Regions from separate parts of the Danio rerio genome. Here region 1 is linked to region 2. A link is a contact called in public Micro-C data. All regions are on one chromosome and are shown on one strand. Each heading gives the region's core, a stretch centred on a gene start, on an enhancer-like site or on the middle of the called end of the contact. The rest is flanking DNA. Distances are from core to core; before and after follow the strand shown. Region 1 holds the start of tomm40l (translocase of outer mitochondrial membrane 40 homolog, like). Region 2 holds the start of usf2 (upstream transcription factor 2, c-fos interacting).

Region 1 (4,551 bases), core at 1,612-4,111, 270 kb before region 2:
AAGGCTTGCTACAACATCATGGCCCAAGACATGTTCAGTGGACTAACCTGGAAGTGATTGCTCAAGCCCTTGTTCACTGTTAGTCTGACACCCTCCATCTGCACTGGAAAAACCTCTGAGGGACAGACATTAGTTTGATAAAACATGAATCTGGCATAAAAAAACAAGTTAAAAATGTGTCTTCAGCCCCGGTGAGATCTAGGCATGGGCTGTTTTAAGATTTTGACGGTATGATAACCTTGGATATAAATATCATGGTTTCACGATATCATGGTATTGAGATTACTGCTCTTAAATATATTATTTCTAAATGTCTGGGTGAAAAACAAAACATTTTCTCCTATTGTGCACATTGTATTTTAATTTGAGAAACATAAAAAAATATTTTGGAACAGTAAACCAAAAAAATAACATTTGAGGTGAAGCGCTTCAAAACAAGTCTGCTATATGCGTCAAAACACGAATTGCCATGAGATTGTGTTGGTTAGTTAAGTAAAATAATAATCTAGCCCAGGGATGGGCAAACTCGGTCCTGGAGGGCCGGTGTCCTGCACAGTTTAGCTCCAACACTAATCAAACACACCTGAACCAGCTGATCAGTGTCTTCAAGATCACTAGAAATCTACAAGCAGGTGTGTTTGATTAGAGTTGGAACAAAACTCTGCTGGGACACCGGCCCTCGAGGATCAAGTTTTCCCATCCCTGATCTAGCCTCAAATAAAATTAAAGTGAAATAGTAACAGTTTTTTTTTAAAGAAGCCTATATAAAGCTGTTTTCACTATTAATAACAAATTTGAATAAGCAAGAAATGCTTTTGCAATGTATTCGCAGCACTGAACATATTCCCAGATTACCTCAGAAGAACAAACTCTGTTGGAAGGATAAGAGAACTCAGAAACTTGTTGTAAGAATGGAGATGTCTGCATATATGCCCTTTTGTGACACTTTAATATCTTAGAAAAGGTAGTTAAAGTTTGCATAACCAATGATTGATCTTATCCACCCGTGACCCACCCATAAGTTAATATGCAGCTTATTTTTTAAATTACCTGACTGGCGCATTAACGGCAGCGGCCGCTGAGATAACCGAGAAATTAGGTGCTCAACTCGTTTTGAAGAACGAGAAAAAAATTAAACATGCTAGCTTTTCTGTGATGGTGTCCTGAGGCGTTGCAGGCATTATATCAGTTGTCGTGAACTATGCCACATTAAACAAGAAGAAACGATTAAATCTTGTGTCACAACAGCCATTTGTGGTTTACAAATCCCCACGTCAACCTAATGCCTGATTCACTCGGGGTTTCAGCGTCAATGCTTGACCAATGGTGTGTCCGATGACCGATGAAGTTGCAGGTGATGTGGTCATCATATCAGCATCAGCCAATAAAATTAGTCAGCAATCGGCTATGTCTCAGCTGGTGTATTTGCATACAGCAATCTGATTGGCTGGCGCTTCTGTTTGTGCTTGAAAAGTTGAAAAAGTCCCAACTTCTGCAGTGAGCAATGCCACTGAAGCAGCACCGACAGACCCACAATTCAGTTGGGCACTGCTTGACGTCACCTATTCAAAGTAAATGGGAAGCGTTTACGCCGACGCCCTATGTGAATGGGCCGTAACTCAAGGAAATTGTGCCGAAATCATGACAAATTCATGTGATCTGACCAGGGCTTTAGGCTGACTAAAGATGCATTTGTAACACAAATAGACGAATATAGAAATAATTTCTATTTTCATTTATTTTAAAATTTATAATGTAACGTAAATGTGCGGGATGCAACAGTTAGGTTCAAGAAATAAAAAGATTAGTCATATTTTCATATTTTTTGTGCTTCAAATAAAATTTTGTTATGTTGAAATTAGTCTCGTAGATGGTTGGTTTGTTTTTTAATTATAATGGTTTAAAAAGAGTTTTAAAATTCCCTATGGAAAAATGGCTCTGTATGAGTGTTGGTTTCTTTCATAAACCCAAAATAAAAGTATTTATGCCGACAATTTATTATTATAACTTCAGTATTTATTATTGCACCATTTGACAACAATGCAGTACACGATACAAAACTTAAATTGTACAGTTAACGTTAGATACCCGATTAATTAGGTATGTTTATAATCTCTGTCTTTATTTAATGATAAAGTAATAATATTTACCTTTGCATTTGCGATGGCACTCTTCAAATCCTCCGGGGTTTGGAAGGGGAGGCTCGGTGTCCTGTTGCCCGGTTGGAGAGCTGCTCGGGGCAGAGACCGGTGAGACGGGGGGCATCGTAAATCCCGGAGGCACCGATACCAAACCTGGGGCACCCGGCCCTGGTGGAGGTGGGCTGGGGGCGCTGGCAGCCAACACACTGCCCATTCTGATACAGGACAGAAATTACATGACTAAAAACACGATTATCTAATCGAAATAGGAAACAATCATAAGCAGCTTAGGGAAGTTAGGCCAGTTGTTTTCATTTGTGGACTATTAACAGTTCGTGCATGTTATGTTTAGGCAAAAACCTTAAGTCATTCAATGTCTTATTTTATATAAAAATAAATAAAGAAATATAATGGATTTGTAGATTTTAGACAATTAGAAGCTGCTGTTTCGGTAAGAATCCAGCTTAAAATACATATATGTAACGTTACTTCAGCTAACAGTTCATTGATGAATTAGCTCACAAGCTAAATGCCACAAGCTTTGTGTTATTCGCCAGATATTACACATGTATGCAATACAAATGCCATTTAGATCGAACAAATAAGAACCTTTCTAGTAGAGAAATTACTCGGAGATGTGCTATATATTTGAAAAAAAGCTCAATGACAATGAATGAATCAATGACAACTCACGTTGAGCTTCTCAGAGGACGGGTCTCCTGGTTACAGAACCACGTGTGTCCATCGATGTATTGTGAAAGAAATGAATCATTCAGAGTCGAATCCTTTCAGCAAATGCGTTCATTAAACCAGTCTGAACTATTCATTTACGAGTCGGAATGAATGGAACCGGGCCGTTGTGAATCTTTCAGCATCTTTACATTATATAATGTAAGTTTTACTTTTTAATTTTGAAAAGAACTACTTAGCGAGTTTTTGAATCAGTTCGTTCAGATAATCTTTTCGAAAGAACCGATTCAAGTGAACGAGTCGAATTCATATGCCGTTCCTCCTACTCTCAGCTCGACGGAACCAAAACTGAATGGCTATTGGTTTGTTTTTCTGTCAGTCACTACGTCAAAATAAAGCGGGGTTGAAAGAGCGGACACGAAGTAGAAGGATTTGGGTGAAGGTCAAATAAATAACAGACTTTGAAGGTCGCTTTGAATCCAACAAACCAAACTGCTCAGAATAGGTCTTAATCGTTCAATTCAAACATTTGAATGACATAAAATCAATAGTGACAACTCAGGACGAGGTAAAAGCTGGAACAGTTGTATTTCAAAAGCAAGAGTGCTGAAAAAGCATGTAGTAGTCTATATTTGCATTTGGCATGTATAATTAGGACAGCACTGTACAAACGATTTCTATTTGTTAACTCCCAATAGTTAACACAATAAACATAATCTGTTATTGACTTTAATAATATTCATTTCAACATTAAACATTTTAAAAATGTCAATATATTTATTGACATTGATTTAACATGAACTAACGATGAGCAGTTAAATTTTTAGTAAAATAGTGATAAATGTTACAAATGAATGGCTCTTGTATTTTAAAGCATAAACTAACGTTAACTAATGGACTTTATTGTAAAGTGTGTACCTCATTAATATCAACAGTGAGAGTAATAGCAATAGACAGTTGCCACAGTTGGGCTGCACAAAATAACGTTTTAGCATTTTTATAGCACAATAGTCTCAAAGCAGGATCTGCAATCTGGATTAGCTTTAACAAAGATTAATTTAATTATTTACACAATGAAGATTATACAACTTTATTGTACATTTGATTATTTTATTTCTGTACCTGAGTAGTGTTTATCTATATCGTTGCTCTACTTTATTTATCTATGCTGGTAACTTGTTAATGATCTTTTTCTGCAAATGCACTCTACAAAATCATCCCAAAGAATATTATAGTACACTGTAAAACTCATAAAGTTAAGGTAAATCAAACCATTTGAGGAAACCGATTGCAACAAACCATGTAAGTTAAAAAACTAATCCTAATGAGTATTGTGAACTTAATCCATTTGAGTAAATGAAGCAATTTGAGCACAGTAAAACCCAATAAATGAAGAGAACTCAAACCAAAAGAGTACTGTAAAACTCAATAAGATGAGGCAACTCAAACCGCCTGAAGAAAACGATTGCAACAAACCATTTAAGTAAAAAAACTAATCTATATGGGTACTGTGAACTTGCTCCATTTAAGTTGAAGTAATGAGGAATTTAATTAACTCATTACCTTCAACACTGTTCAAAGCTCTTTTCAAATGAGTAGAATTAACTTTGTCAATTTTGAGTTACTACACTCATTTCATTTGATAAACCTGACTGTTGGGTTTTATAGTGTATTATTTATTTCTAAATCAAGTTATTTAAATCATTTGGTGAAATATCGC
Region 2 (4,873 bases), core at 756-3,255:
ACGCTGCTGCTGCTTGCTGGACACTCGCTATAGTAACCGCTGTCTGCTCCTCAGCCCCGACCCCCTCTCCTGAGAAATACACCAGAAATTACTTCATGAAAAATGTGAATCTTTTTTGTAAAACATTTACTGAATATGTACACTATTTAGAGCTGCGTGTTTTTACTAACCGTCCTGTAGCTGAACAACCTCCTCAGTTTCCTGTTTCTCGTGACTGCAAGAAGAGAGCAAATGTTTTAGGTCACATTAAGAAACTTCTCTCATCTTAATGAAAACACAGAAAAAAAATCATATGGGCTTTTGCCACATCCAAGTAAATAGAATTGAGGCAGTTTTGTGATATATTAATTTATATAGTATAGTTATATAGTTTGCTTGAAACACTGATTTAAAAGATTTAATAATGTTTTGTATTTATTGTAATACTATTAATTTTAGTTCTCGGATATCTGAATATATAATATGTATTTATAGAAAACAAAAGCTAAATTTATTTCAATTTATCTCTAAAAGGTTTTGTTTTGCATCAAAATCTAAAGGTTATAATTTATATGAAGAAGGTTTTCTGCCAAACTGCGATTGAATTTTATTTTAAACTCGAAAGAATGTTCAAATTCATAGCATTCTGTCTCAATAGACGGAGGAATAACAATTAAAAAGGACTAATCTTGAGGCAGCATCGCAAAAACCGGTTCAAGTGAGTCACTGAAAAGATCCGACTCACATAAAGATTCATAATGCTTCAGACATCACACTCGTACAGTTTTCAGTCTTAATACTAGCAAGTAAGGTGTAGTTTAAATCATTTAAAAATATAAATGGATTAAGTAAAATGTTCCAAATATTTAATATAAATTAGCAAGATTGGTCTACTTGGTGAATACGTTAAAAGGTGAACGCCCCCTTCACATCACCAACCAACTGTTAATTTTTGAAGTGCTTTACAAAAACCAACACTAATAAATAACGTTTTATCGAATAAGCACTGTTGCCAAATAAACACCACATGATTATATATTTTAAAAAACTTCTGAATTCATATAAAGCCTCTGGATGAAAACACTGGCGTTGGATTGTAGGCTGAAGGGAATTTGATGCATTAACGTTAAACTGCAGACAGGCTTTAGTGCCGAGAGCACCGAACACTAACTACATTTATCCATAAAATATCAGTTAACATCTTTTACAATTAAGAAACTGTACATTTTCATGCATTTCGGATAAATAAACACACACCGGCATGACATTTTGTATCTATAGTGGCCAAAGATCGGCAAAAAACACCAAATTAGCAATCGGGCTAATAGTCATATAAATATGTCGACTATCATTGTAAAACCGCCTGCGATTTGTTGTTTTCCTTAGTGTTATGCGTACCTTACGTTTGACTTACTGTGTTGTCTGCATGCACAAAAGTTAACAAAAGTCCGAAAATAAACTTAAAAGATGATGCTAACTGTCCCGCGATAAAATACAGAGCAGAAAATGGTTGACTTGGGCCTTGAGGGTGGCCGTACATAAAGGACGCGCTCTCACCTCGTCGAGGTGTCCAAGCTCTGATCGAGCATATCCATGAAGGCGAACGGATTTTAAAATGCGATATTCAGCGACACTTGAAATACGGGAGATGGAAGCGCTGATCACGGGGACAAACACACGGGTCATGTGAGAAAGACAGTCCAGGACACGTGAGGTGCAGGCTGGGCGAGGAGTTAAAATGGAGACCGCTGTGGAGGAAGACGGAAGGTGTACCGGTTACTGCTGCGTTCACTGCGCGGCTTTGTTGCGTATACTACTCCCTCCCGCCCTTCTCTCCCGACGAGCTCTCGACCTGTTGAGTCGCTAGCAGATTCTTTTCTGACTTTTACAATCCCGGCTTAACCCTACTACCGTTTAAAATTGCTTTGTTTGACTTGTGGTACTCTGAAATCTAATTTTCTGGTTATTTCGTAACTGCGCTGTATGGCTGTAAGTCCTCGCGTATCCATCCGCAAACGTTCTCAATGCGGCCACATTTTAGCGCTGCCGTTAATAAGATATGGAGTGGAATACGTTATTACAAACAAAGTGTGGGTTATGTTGAATTAAAAGAACGGTAAAACATTTTAGACACGAGACAACACGTGAATGATTGTTTATGTATCCTAAAACCGTTTGTATTTCGTTGGCAGTGTGTAGAAACAAATAACGAGTAACGTTAATATAAATTGACATGCACTTTAAACGGGTGAAACTTCAAACTTAAGTTTATGGAAGCTACAAGTACTATATCTAACTACTAGCCTATTGCTATTGCAACCTCGTGAGTTTCATGACGAATGACGTGATAATTTTAAATCGCATTTAATAAGTCCGTGAACTTACCTTGTATTTGCACCTTGGTTAAGAACCTGTCCACGTCAAACTTCATGTCATGTACATAACATTAAAGATGTACATTTAATTTTCCCCTCTGTCACATCAGCACAAGCCAAGGAATCGTGAATATGACGAGTGGTGATTTTTCTCAGGTGACCCCCGCGATCCAATCCTGGTTTTCGGTCAAACCACATGACACGAATGCAAGAGCAACGGATAGGAAATAGACGTTTATTCTTATTTGACATCAATAAACGGACCACCATTAAAGATCTGAAATATTTATTGAGTCGATATACATTTGTGTGATGGGTCCACAAATAAATATAAGATTGTTGTCGGTAGTAAAAGCGCTGTTCTTTGTTTTCCTGAACTTGCAGTGCTGTTGCCACGAGGCTGTGCTGCATGGCAAATTTGAGCTGTTTGACATCAACACTAAATGTCTCGTTTGAGGGTTTTTTCAGTTTTGCAGTGTTTTATGTAGCTATAGTTTGATCAGTTATTATTTAAGGTAACGTAAGTAAACATTCCATAAATTAGGCTAACTGCTATTGAGAGTCGAAGTGCAGCAATAACAACTCAAATTCCAGAACTTCATCAATTTACCACCAACAATCAACTGTTGTTCCAGCATGTCCTCTCACTATTAACTCCATCTTCACTTCTGAGAATTAAGAGGACTTGTGAGAAAGTTGTTAATGTTATCCATTCTCATATTTTACACACCCAACACTTTAAACTGATGATTAATTGTCTTTTAATACTTTTACAGCTATTGACAAAACAATACAACAAAAAAAGTGTGTTAAGCAAAATCTTTTATGCCACTATTATAAAACCCATTAGTCTTTTTGTCCGCCTAATACACATCTTTTATCATGATGATTGTGGTCAAACAATAATTGTATTGAGAGTACATCATGTCACATAACTCCATATTTTCTTTAATGAAACAATTTTCGTTTGTAAGTGTATTGTATTTATAAGGAAAAAGTGTTAGAATTATGTAAATTTAGTTTGATTTTTGTAGGCTTTAATACTCCATTTTCAAAGAATAGTAATTCAGATACTATCAGCATATATTAAGTGGTCTTTCACATGTTTGATCTGACAATTGTTACGGCTTGGTTGCTCTAAAGATACAGCCGAGAGTGAACATACAGCATTAACCAATGTGAAATCCTGGTTAATATGCTGGTTAGAGCTGGTGGACCAGTTATGCTGTTCTCACGCAAAACTGAACTGGTTTAGCTCAGCACATCTCTACTAGGGACCCCTAAGCATGTTTTGCTGGTCTCAGCATTCAGTACATTATACTGACACTTCTTATGTTAAGATATGATAACTGCAATGGTTTGGTTTTACGCGTGTTCCACTCTGCCACAATGTTCCCTGCAGCAACCGCAAGATATAAAATGTTACTTTTTATTCAATATGAAAAGTCAAAATGAGGCTTTTTGTTCAACTGTAAAGACAATTATGCCTTCAATCAATATTAATGTTCTGCATTAGTTTGTTTCATTGTGGCAGTGTTTGAGGCAGCAAACAAAAGAGAGAAAAAAAAAGAAAATAAACATTTGTATTAAAATTGTTTCAATTTTTAAGCAGGAAAAGCATCACAAATAGTATTTTTCCTCATTGAGATCAATTTGCGTATGTGAGCAAAATCTTTTATATAATTTTCCTTTGAACCATTTTTTGTTAATAAAATAAAACTAATTTCTAAATATCACACATTTTTACATAATAAATAATATAATACATTTTTAAGTATAACATTTAGTTTGACCACATTATAATACAGTATATCTGTTATACATGCAGCTCCACAAATGATGACGGAACATTCTTTCTTGCATATTTCGACATGTTAGACCTTTTTATATAGACTCACTTTGATTTATTTATTTTGACGTGTGCACCAAAATTGGTCACAAATATATATATATATATATATATATATATATATATATATATATATATATATATATATATATATATATATATATATATATATATATATATGTATATATGTATATATATATATATATATATATATATATATGTGTATATATATATATATATATATGTATATGTATATATATATATGTATATATATATATATATATATATATATATATATATATATATATATATATATATATATATATATATATATGTATATATATATATATATATGTATATATGTATATAATATGTATATATGTATATAATATATATATATATATATGTTTGTGTGTGTGTGTGTGTGTGTGTGTGTTTGTGTTTAAGGACTTCATCACTCTTAGTGACCCTAAAAGTCAAAATGTGCATTATTGGATATAGTAAATGGATATTGGATGTTGAGGTTGAATTTTTTTAACTTTCATTATATCTGTACGAGGAATTCATTTTTAAGGTTGCCTTGATTGCACATAACAAACATCAAAACAATGGTAGCACGTTCACCTCACAGCAAGAAGGTCGCTAGTTCGAGCCCTAGTTCGGGTGCTCT

Evidence for each region. A called contact is a pair of places that touch in the nucleus more often than the background predicts.
Region 1: a Micro-C map of caudal fin shows a contact between it and region 2, with 4 times the contacts expected there. The contact joins the promoter of tomm40l here to the promoter of usf2 in region 2. A contact is called at or near these places in 2 of 18 Hi-C or Micro-C datasets (caudal fin and hematopoietic stem cells).

What each region holds. Positions count from the first base shown.
Region 1 is chr19:11,927,606-11,932,156 of GRCz12tu, reverse strand. tomm40l (translocase of outer mitochondrial membrane 40 homolog, like) reads right to left here and starts at 2,861. Exons shown (of 10, transcript NM_212959.1): 1 at 2,835-2,861; 2 at 2,151-2,356; 3 at 48-115. The coding sequence starts at 2,355. The region is part of intron 4 of si:dkey-3n22.9; the gene reads left to right.
Region 2 is chr19:11,653,146-11,658,018 of GRCz12tu, reverse strand. usf2 (upstream transcription factor 2, c-fos interacting) reads right to left here and starts at 2,005. Exons shown (of 11, transcript NM_001122785.1): 1 at 1,537-2,005; 2 at 171-214; 3 at 1-69. The coding sequence starts at 1,574.